Regions from separate parts of the Gossypium hirsutum genome. Here region 1 is linked to region 2. A link is a contact called in public Hi-C data. All regions are on one chromosome and are shown on one strand. The core of a region is the stretch at or near the end of the contact, and the rest is flanking DNA. Distances in the headings are between cores, read along the strand shown. Region 1 holds the start of LOC107902312 (transmembrane protein 208 homolog). Region 2 holds the start of LOC107918063 (50S ribosomal protein L35, chloroplastic).

Region 1 (5,767 bases), core at 2,088-4,587, 310 kb after region 2:
ATTAACACAATCATAAAAAGAAACCAAAAACCAAAACAATGTTAATTTATGAATTTTAATATAGCCTTTCAGATGATATAAGGATAAGAAGGTGTGGAATACCTCTGAGCCTAATGATAAAAAACCTCTAATGAACCCAAAAGATTTGTATGCTCCAAATGCCGGTATCTGAAAAGCATCAACTCCATAATGTTATGTCGTCGTCATCCCCAAAGTGAGTTTCAATAAATTCCACAAAATTACGAGTTTTTCAGCTTAGTTTTATTAGCATAGAGCTTTCTATTACCAAACAGTTCTTAAAGACTCACATCACCTGAAGATCCTAAATAACAATTCCTTTACTTTTTCATCATAAAAGAAACACCTAAACATATCAATCCTAGAAATGAATATCAATATTATAGAAGAAACTGTCAACAGAAAATCATCTCTTGAGAAACTCATGAAAAATTATCCCTCTACTAATAAGGAAAGCATTGTGGTCAGGTGGTACCATCATGCTCACTAGATAAGAATGTCTCTAGTAATTGGAGCCAGTAAAATTTAATAATGGGACAGCTACCCTTTGATGCACAAGTCTGACAGAAGGGAGATGATTGAAAGCTAAAATTTGATCGCTTTAGAGATCTTTAAACAATACTACCATTCCACTATACTGCGATGGACTTTATTTACTTAACCAAACAATGAACAGAGGATGACAACAGAAATGGAGCTCCTTTACCAAAATTAGATTCTCCTATTTAAATGAAATCATTTCTCTCTTTTATTCTTTTTCCCAGATATTTTGACATCTCTTTCTTCAAATTCCTTGAAAAAGAAGACTATTAAAGCATATAAGCAATAGGCGAAATCCCTCCAGAAACTATAAAGAAAGCTATTCCATTCCAAAAGAAATCAAAGGATGGAAGTATCAGACCAACTTTCCATGTGCAAAATAAGTAAATAGAACTTACCACAAAATATGTATACCAAAACTTGTCAGAGATGATGGACATCAGTTGCACAAAACTTGTAATGTAGATGACATCATGTAAATAGCTGCAAGAAGTGAGCAACTCTAAGTCGGAAATATTCAATGCATGCAGAAAACAGAATTCAGATCTTAAGACCATATATTGGATAAATTCATAATGTCAACATATAAACAACAATATTTGAACTGTTAAACCGTACCATTGAGTTCATAGGTAAAAGAACTTTATTGGCAGATAAGAAAATTAAGAATATCTGACTTCTAGTTGTTTCTCTACAGAAGGGTTCTCTTCATCCCTTCCCCCTCTTCTTATTTTTAAGTGTTTCAATCAAGTAGGATGATTTTCATCTTTTAATAATAGTTATATTCCAAACACAATCATCATGATTATGGTGGCATGGACTTTATTCATAAGCAACAAAAGAAATCTATCTCTTCCCCACAATAAACATACAGTCTTTCTATATTAAGATTCACATTATATCATAGCTAATCATAGCTACCCAAATACAAGAAAAAGATCCACATTAAAGGGAGAAAAGTAGAATATCTCCAATAAACATGTAAAATAACTCAGCAGTTAAAGAAATAGGAAAAGAATAAGGGAAACCTAAATTCACAATCTAAGAACTATATTTCTTTCATTCTGCCAGCCACTTCTGGTAAAACCAAATCCACAGCACCATTGATGCAGCAGTAGTAGAAAAAATAGAAAGAAAGAGAATAGAATAAGGAAACAATAAGTGGAAGACACTAAATATGGGTACAAAATTTCATTAAAAAAAAAGAGAATAAAACACTAATAAGTCACCAAAAATCTAGTCATGTGAGCTATCAAAGGCTACTATAGGACCCATAAAAAAATCAAGCCAAAGGAAACTAACAGTAATATTCTTCCTAAGATAAGCCTGAGGCGTGCCCCCCGTTACATGCACTGCCTCATTTACAAAGAACTTAGAATTTAATAAGAATCGTCTTTCTAACCAAGTTCCTCCTAATATTTTAATAGAATAAAAAACTAAAAACAAAACCACAAATAGAAATTAAGGTAAAAAGAGAAAAAATATTGAACAAAACTTACCCACATATTCCACCAGTACTCATATCAAATCCACCGTCAAGAAGTTCTCCATCATCAGAATAAGCAGGTTTTGCCATCTGTGAAAGTTGTTGATAGGGTATAAAGTAAGCCACAGTGGTCAAAAGTAGACCAACCCAATGTTTCCATGTGAATGAGGAATGGAAGATCAGCATCCTAACCAATACGTATACAACCTACATAAATAGAAAATTGGAACATAAATCCAATAAAATAAGATTGTTAACAAGCAAAAAAATGCAACTATGAAGACAATATAAATATACAGTACTAAAAATGCAAAACTACCCCAACTCTGTTCTTCCACATCAACTAAAAAGTAGCAACAATTGCAAGAGCTTTGATGTGGTGTGTCAAGAAAAGCTAAGACATCAGAAGCTACAAATAAAAAAAGTGCAATGTTCAAATAAAATGGGCACTGCATACTATGTAGTGCAGTTTTGTTGCTACATATTATGTAGTTTTGTTGAAACTACCAAGCTAAACACTAAGAATAGGTTCCAACTTCCAATGGTTATGATGTGTAAGATCAGCTTTGTTTACTAACCAAGCCGGCACTTAATATGCCTCCTATGTCAGATCAGTTAATCACCCGAACATTACCAGGTTATCGCTACCAGCCACAACTTTCGAAGTTGAAAATTTTCACTTTCACGGGCATGGAAAAATGCATCCACAGTAAACACATACACAGAGATGTGCAGCTGGACTATAATTGGAAGCATTTATTGGTGAGCTAAGGGTGCACTTCAAATGTGCTTAAAAACTTTAAAATTCAATTAGAAATGAATCAATGCCATCTATAGATATTAAGTTATCCATTTCCTTATTGCAATTCATAAAGTAGCATAAACATACTTACAAAGGAAATCCTTCGAGAATCTAAGTAAATCAGAATCGAAAATTTTCAAGTAATTAGAAAACAAACAAGTGAACACTTGATTAAAGAAGGGTTTCAACGATTAGGGGAAATAATTATAAAAGAAGATGAGAGAGCGTACATTACAAGCAATGATGAGGCGGCGAAGATTGGCCATGTGGCGGGTGTTCTCTTCTTTGCGCTTCTTGGCACCTTGATTTGCCATTTCCTACCCTCTCTGGTCAACGAGTTTGACTCTGGAACCCTAACGGAGATCTGCTAGTCGAAGAAATAAGGAGGAAGGGAAAGTAAGTGATGAAGATTGAAATGAAGACGTTAGCTTCCATTTCGATCCCTTTCCACAGAAGCCCATAACTTTGAGTCAAGGCCCAACCGGTGAATCTGGTTAAAATATATGTTTTTTAATAAATGAATTTTAATTTCAAAATAATTTTTTTTTAGAAAAAAAAATAGAAACGTTCAGTTTCATGCGCTTGTGTTAACATTCCCTCACTCTAAATGTAACATAAGCTTTGATTGTACCAATTTTTTTTAAAAAAAATTTATTATTATCTTTAAATGAAAAACTAAGAAAAAATTATTTGAGTAAAGTTTACCTTAGATTTTTTTTATTTTCATTATTGTAAAAGAATGGCATAATAATTAATTTAGCTCCTAATGTTTACTTTTTCTATCACTTTGTCTTTAATTTTTTGTAGATCACTTTAGTCCTCAACCTTTAATTTTTAGTTAAATTGTTTTTTTTTTAAAGAATGATTGAACTATTAAAATTTCAACGGCAGTGCACATGTACTTTATTGTTGATGTGGATAATGTTTAAAAGAAGGATTATGAACTTTTTTTGAATTTTTAATAATTTTTATGTATTTAATGAAAATTATAGGAATTGCCACATGGGATATTGTGTCACCATTGTTAAAATTTTTATTAATGAGTAAATCTCTTTGAATGGTTCCGTACGGCCTCTAAGGGCTAAGGTATCAAATTCATTCCAGTCATGCAACACCCCAGATATGGAGTATAGAAATTCACCTTGCTTCCTTATTCTTGACAGCTTAACTTGTCCAAACGCCAAAGTCTCATTTGTCTTGGTAGCTAAGCATGGCAACCATTTATTGATTAAACTAAAGGTAATCAATCCTTAGAAATCCAGAATTTTAAATTATACAAAAGCTTTGAGAGTCTTTACTCTACTTCTTACTTTAATCCACGAGTACAGAGGGGTAAGAAAGCTTATTGTTTCCCCAATTTCTCTACTCTCAAACATTAATTCACATGACAGCTACAACATGGAGAGCTTCCTTCAGTTACATCCTTTTCTTCTTCAGAACGACTAAAGAAGACGACGCTTTAGAGAGAAAAATTGGTAAATAGAATTGAGAAGAATTATGTTCCCACACACCTATATATATACTCCATTGGCACAGTCTCCATAGACTAGTACCACCATTCAATCCTAATCATTTTGTCTCCCACTATGCAACCAATCGGTTCCAATCTATCTAAACCAAGATTGAAATCTAACAATTCCTAACCAACCACTTATATTTCTAAATATCTCAGCCCACAAATTTCTATTTATATACAATCGGCTCCCTGACTCTTCTTTGAGTTCGGGTCCTTAAGAGAATCGAGTGTGACACGAATTTTAGCCTATGCTAGAGAGGTTAGAACTAGTTGTATACATGGAACATATCATGATACACAAAGCACAAAAGTTCTGAAATCGTGGACACTAAAATGCATAACAGAATAGGAGGCACCAAAGTGCAATATCATGAATATCACGATTCACACGAAAGCTCTCGGGTTCCTATAACATGCCAACTATATCCATGAAGTTCAACACTAGTCTACAAAGACACTAGAATATCATTGAATTTACATTATTTATTCATGCATGTAATATTTCATGATTTTTAAAATTTCACTACACTTTTGCATTTGTTCAATTTAGTCCTCATTTTCACAAATTAAAGAATTATTGTAAGTTTCAACTACAATAATCAAGAGATTTTATTCACTAAATTCTTGGTTCAAAATACATCATATATTTTGTACTCTCTACATCATTTTCACTTATCAAATAATAATACATAAAACTTTCACATAATTTTTAATTTAGTCATTTTTATCACGAAATTCAATATTCACTACTTAGTCACTTAAAATAAATTCTTTTCCATGTAACACTTCACTTGAATAATTCATTTAAACATTTTTATTACTTTTAGTTGTTTCTAAATATTTTGCAATTTAGCTCGTAACATAATGAAAATCCAATAATAATTATAATATCCTTCAAATTTCACCTTTAATTTAAATTCACTATTACTTAACACTTTTGTAACACTCCTAACTCGGATCCATCACCGGGTAGGATTACGAGGTATTATCGATCAATATACATCAAATAGCATACATAACTCATACATTTATGCTTTAACATAATCACATTGTCCCTTATTAGGGCCTACGAGACCTTAAACATGCTTTAGAAGTGGTTCAGGACTAAACCAATAACATACAAAAATTTTGGAAACTTAGAAATTTTTCAAACATACAGGGGTCACACACCCGTGTGAATAGGCCCTGTGCCTCACACGGCTCCAAACACACCGGTGTCTCAGACCGTGTGAAAACAGGGCAAACATACTGACTTGGGTCACACAGCCAACCATATGCCCGTGTGTCTAGCCCGTGTGCCCTTCGAAGTGGCCACACACGCCCGTATGCCAAGCCGTGTACTAGGTCGTGCCAAAACTGTAGAGTATACTGACTTATGCAACACAGCCAAGTCACATGCCCGTGT
Region 2 (5,707 bases), core at 780-3,279:
TCATGCCTGAAGCTATGAACTATTAAACTAAGCATTTAGACAGAACAAAGCTCTCGTCATGATAATGATAGATATTAGCTGTACTCAATTTGCATTTTTTATGAATAGTCTAAGTTTGTTTAACATGAACGCTTTCCAGTTTCTTCCTCTCATCCACCACGCGTACCATACAATGGGTAAGATAACGACACTATGATTTCACCAAGAAATACAGTAACTGAAAATAGAAAAATTCGATTTAAGATATTTGGTTCAACATCTCCAACTCTAATCTTTATATGACTTCCTACGAAGAAAAAACAAATCATGGTATCAACTGATAGCAACTGAGCATTTAAGCAAGCCTTTTCACTTCTGGTGGTGCAGCATGTTACTTTCAAATACCCTTTGATAAATTATATACCACTTTTTCACTCTGCCAACTTATCAGAAAAACAAGTTTAATCTGCATTGAATCCTACCATACTCACCAAACTAAGGTAACAAAAAAAAAATCATGATTCCACCCATCAAAACCTCCTAAAGACCAACCTGACTTTGCTATACCCCAACAAGAACATAGGCTCATTATTTCTAATATAGATTTTCTCTAAGAGACATTTGACTCTTTTCTTGATACGAGATGAAAAATGGACCTAGGATGGCAGACAGCATATAGCCTAAATGGGGTAGCAATTAAAACAATTATTCCTTCAGGAATATTTGCTCTCTCTGGATAACTTAGAAACTAAAAGAAAGTAATTTGAAGCCTGTCTGATTGAAAATCTTGAAATGCCAAGGCAGAGCTCATCTACATATCCAAACCACACTGGTAAACTGTATTAGAGCCAAGAGACAGAATAGCAGGACTAAATTCCTATTCAAGTTGGGGAAACCAGAAGAAGGGGAAGATCCACCAAAACTTGGGAGATTTTTTTTTTTTAGAAAAAAGTGAGCCTCATTCTAAGACTTTCAAAAGTAAAAACAATAATTATTCAGTTTCCTTAACGAATTTTCTCATTGCAATGTCTTATTGGCTTTCTTACATCCCACCAACCACTCCTTGCAGTTTAAGTTTTATTTGTTTGACACAAGATAACAGTCATGATAAGGAGCTTGGAATTAAGAAATTAAAAGTATAAGCTACAAATCCATATCCCACAGTTGCTTATCCCTTCTATGCAAGAACCAAAACGCAGCATTAATTTGGAGGAATTAGCAGTCAGGCTATCTAAAAGATAAAAGGATTTTAATAATTATTAATAATAATAACAAAGTAGAATCTGAGGCGAAAAGGGGAAAAAAGACTGACCATTTTGGAGAGGCGCAATTTACGCTTGGTGTTCTTCTTAGCCAACAAATGCTGCTTCCCAGCTCTCCTTCTTACTATTTTCCCTCGTCCTGTCACCCGGAATCGCTTTGCTGAAGCCTAATAAACCATATATATGACAACATGGTATCCATTAGAAAAGCAAAGCAAATAACTAAATCTATTCATAAAATTTTTTAAATTTGCTGAATTCTAAAAATGTGGATTCTTTTGGCACAAGTTTTCCTGGATATGGCAACCAAATTCACTGGAAGCAAAGAGAAGAAAGAGAGAAGTACCTTGTGGGTTTTCATTTTGTAGCCTTTAGCCGCAAAGACAGTGGGGGATTGGAGTGTTTGGGGGGCAGGGGCGAAAGCGGGAAGGGCCTGGGAAGCAAAGGAAGGAAAAGCAGAGATGGTTTGAGAGGAACTGAGTTTCAAGGCTTTGCCCACCTTGTTGAATTGGAGGAGTTGGAGCGAGCCACGAGGAAGTCGAGTGGATGAGAAGGGATGGGGATGGGGATGAGGATGAGGATGGGGAATGGGTAAAGTAAGAGAAAGAGTGGTTAAATTGAGAGAAGAAGCCATTGAGGAAGAATGAAATGAATGTGTTGAAGCTAAGGATGTTATTATTGTATGTGGGAAAGTAGTAGATTAGGATAGAACCGCAGAAAACTGCCGTCTCAGACGTTGCGTCCTCATGGATTGCCATGCTGCTGCGGAATATTCGCCATTTGTTTGTGGCCTTAGTTCTTTTGAATTTATTTCCTAATATGTAATAAGAAAATTTGGTTAACAGCTTGGGTACATTTTGATTAACAGCTAATTAAGCATGTTTAGAAAAAAGAAATCATGATAATACAAATAAAATGAATTAATGATATCAACCACCAATCTCAAATAAATCTATTTTCTTACTTCATCACTTCAAACAATCAATACAAACTTTTATATTCCCTCTATACTTTCAATTAAAGTTCTAAATTTGGAAATGGAAACAAAGAAAAGATGTTTTTTTTTTGTTAATATATAATTTATGCTCTAAATTTGCTCAAAAATATTTAATTGGTATCTAAATTTTTTTGAGTTTAGTTGATACTTGAACTTGCATTTTATCACCCATATTAATATCTCTACACTAACACTATTAGTTTATACTAATGTAGTACTGATGTTCAATCCAATGGTGAATGGTGACAGCCTCAGTATACCATGTACTGAAAAAAATAAAAAAAATAAAACTTTAAAAATATATTAATTAATGAAAAGTATATTTTTTTATATCAATGATGAACGTGGATAAATTGTTGTCCTGACACATTTGAATTTGGACAATCATATATTTAAATTCATTTTAGATGTATTTTTAGTAAGTTTATACGTTTTTTATTTATAAAATAACAAGTTATTTATATTATTATAAAATTAAATATATATAATTTTAAAAAAATAAAAATATAAAACAAAGTTTTTACTTCTACAAGGTTGTCTAAATTCAAATGCATTTGATGTTTTCTTATTTATTGTGATGTATTCATTTATGGCGACTTATTTATCCTTCATTTGTAAACTTTTTTTAGTACATTTTATTTGTAAACTTTATAATTATCTTTTTATCTAATATTTATATTATATATAAATGGATAATGTATAAAAATTGTCACTTAACTATTAAGTTTGCTCTATATTTAATTTTTTAATGTTTTTAAATTTTATCAATTTGATTTTAAATTTAAAAAAATCATCAAATTTAGCCTTTAATATTATAAAATTTATCATTTTAGTCATAATTATTAAAAAATATTTTAAAATTTTAAAACTTTGAAAAGTAAATATAAAAATATTTTTAAAATTTTTTGTACTCAAAATGACTTTCAATAATATCTTTCACATTGTTCTTTGGCTCATTCAATTAATGTAGTTGGAATTATTAAATGTCATGGCCTCGATATCAATCTCTCTATAGTGCTTGAACTATAAATGATTAAGGCATGAAAACACTAAAGCCTGAAACTAGTACTATTTTTTCTCAAAAATAATGTTGTCAGAGTTGATATCTTCAATCCCACCATTTTTCTCAATTTATAAATTTGTTAATTTTAAACTTCTGTCTAAGTTTAATTAGGCATTTTAATTAACTGTTCTTGAATTTATAATATTTTAGGGTGAAAAACCTTAAGTTCACTTTGATTTTTTTCATTAACATTTTTTTTAGCCATGTTTCACCTATTTTTTAATATGTCAGACGGCACTCGAAGAGACGACTCTACTGCTTGTGTATGGAATAATAAATTCAAGCCAAAGAGACAACCCTTATATTAATTATTAATGTCTATTTGATTTTAAATTCAATTTTTTTTTTTAGTTTGAGATCGGATCTATCTTGAGCTCAGGATTGGATCAATTTTAAACTTACCTCATTACAGGTTTGAGGTCAAATTTGTATCAGATTTAATTATTTGGGATTGAATTAACTTAGACTCATATATTTTTGGACACAAACTTTTTCAAGTTCAAATTTTCTCAAAATCGAATCATTACCATCTTTGCTTGTTGTACTGTTTTTGGACTAAGTTTTCTCAAAATATAATTTTTGATAAATATAAGTCAGCACAAGGTAAATTTAATTTTAAGGAGTAACATAAGACAACATCATTTCTGTTTTTAGAATTTCCATCTATAAAAGTGTATAACTTAGCCTAAAAGCTATGGATGGAAAATCAATGGGCAATCAAATATAATTTTGGAGGTCACCAATGCCAGTTTGTTAAGGAAAATGTTGTTGGAAGTGATAGAATTTAATAAGCCAAAAACTGGGAGAACTAGGAAATCCCCCTGATCATCAAAACATTGTTTACCTAACAGTATAATGCTAATACGCACAGGTTGCAGATTCCCGACGAAAATCCATAATCACAAGGGTAGCAACACAATGAGCAAGTGCCGCGAGAACAACAGACACATGAAAGATCTGGTGGCTGTGCCCTGCAATATCAAATGCACCAGGCTTCCACCGCTCCGGTATTCTGCTGGTATAAACCGCAGCGCCTGCAGCGTATAGGAACGCCATCACGAGCTCATAACCGAGAGATACAAATATATGCGGATGGCCCCAGTGCAAAGAAACTGCATGTGCAGCTGGGATCACCCCTGAGAAGCCCATTGCAAGGAACAAGGAAGCTCGAAAAGATCGGAAACGGGATGCTGAGAGAGTTGGTGATAACAGAGTGATGATGGCAAGCACTCCGAGCACCGATATGGAAGTAAGATAGAAAAAGCATGAATACGGATGGCAGAAGAAAGCGTAGTACACGGGAGCAAAGAAGGAGCAGACTATCATGAGAGAGATGCCTGCATAGTCTAGGCGCCAGAAGAAGAGGCTAAAGCGTCTGGAGTGGCAAGCAAAGAGGTGTGAGACCGAGCTGCAAACCAAGCACCCCATTGCACCAGACAAGAAAACAAACCAGGGCCACTTTGGAATTGCGTTATACCCGTCTTTCTTCAAGTCCAACTGAGGAATGTGCCTCAACTCTGAACCCTGCAAACCAAACATCAAATTCAAAGTCATACTGCATTTCAGTTCCTTCCCATGATTTACTGCTCCTACTAAAATGGAAGTGGGAAATGCACATTGAAGAAAACATTGAAATTTACAGTATTTGATGCAAAATTTCTCTGTTGACAGAGATCACATCATCTGAATTGTTAATTTACATCCAAAGGCGGACAGTTTAAAGGCCCTGTAGGGCCTTGCCCCCTCAAAATTTTGGGAAATCATGATTTTTCTTCTTGAAATTTTTAGAAAATTTTCCGTAAACTTTTGAAAATTCTCATTTTATTTTAAAAATCTTAATTAAGCTCACTTAAAATATTTAAAAGTTCTCATTAATCTCAAAAAAAAATTAAAAATTCTAATTGAACCCCCCAATTTTTTCAAAAAGAAAACTCATTTTTTTTAAATTTTACTGAACCCCTCAAAAATTAGTCCCAATATCTGCCACTGATTACATATCAAAGGACAGCAGATATATATACCGAGGCCTAGGTTATTCGGGATATCAAGCATGTTAATATGCAGTCACAAATGACTGAATCACTTCACCAGTCACCATTACTTTTGATTTTTCAAAAGTTAGTTTGAGTATGAAATTATAAATCTATCGTTGGTTTATAAATTATAAATATGATTTATATATTAAATTTTATAAATAATTTGTATTAATTAATTACTTAAAAATATTTAAGATTTTATATTTTATATATCATAATATTAATAATGAGTTAGTTAAAAAAAAGAGTTACTATAAATTTTTTATTATATTTATTTTATAATTTAAATATTGTTTAATACAAAAAAAATAGCATGACGTCATGATGATAATGATAACAAAGACACGAGAAAGTAAACATTACATTTGAG

The links. A called contact is a pair of places that touch in the nucleus more often than the background predicts.
Region 1: a Hi-C map of leaf shows a contact between it and region 2, with 3 times the contacts expected there. The contact joins the promoter of LOC107902312 here to the promoter of LOC107918063 in region 2. A contact is called at or near these places in 13 of 34 Hi-C or Micro-C datasets (callus, fibers, hypocotyl and 2 more).

The regions. Positions count from the first base shown.
Region 1 is chrA08:46,145,465-46,151,231 of Gossypium_hirsutum_v2.1, forward strand. It overlaps LOC107902312 (transmembrane protein 208 homolog), which reads right to left and starts at 3,338. Exons shown (of 5, transcript XM_016828522.2): 1 at 3,077-3,338; 2 at 2,058-2,251; 3 at 957-1,041; 4 at 103-168. The coding sequence starts at 3,160.
Region 2 is chrA08:45,839,893-45,845,599 of Gossypium_hirsutum_v2.1, forward strand. LOC107918063 (50S ribosomal protein L35, chloroplastic) reads right to left here and starts at 2,030. Exons shown (of 3, transcript XM_016847568.2): 1 at 1,588-2,030; 2 at 1,292-1,408. The coding sequence starts at 1,875. It overlaps LOC107918071 (heptahelical transmembrane protein 2), which reads right to left. Exons shown (of 4, transcript XM_016847578.2): 4 at 3,945-4,825. The coding sequence ends at 4,160.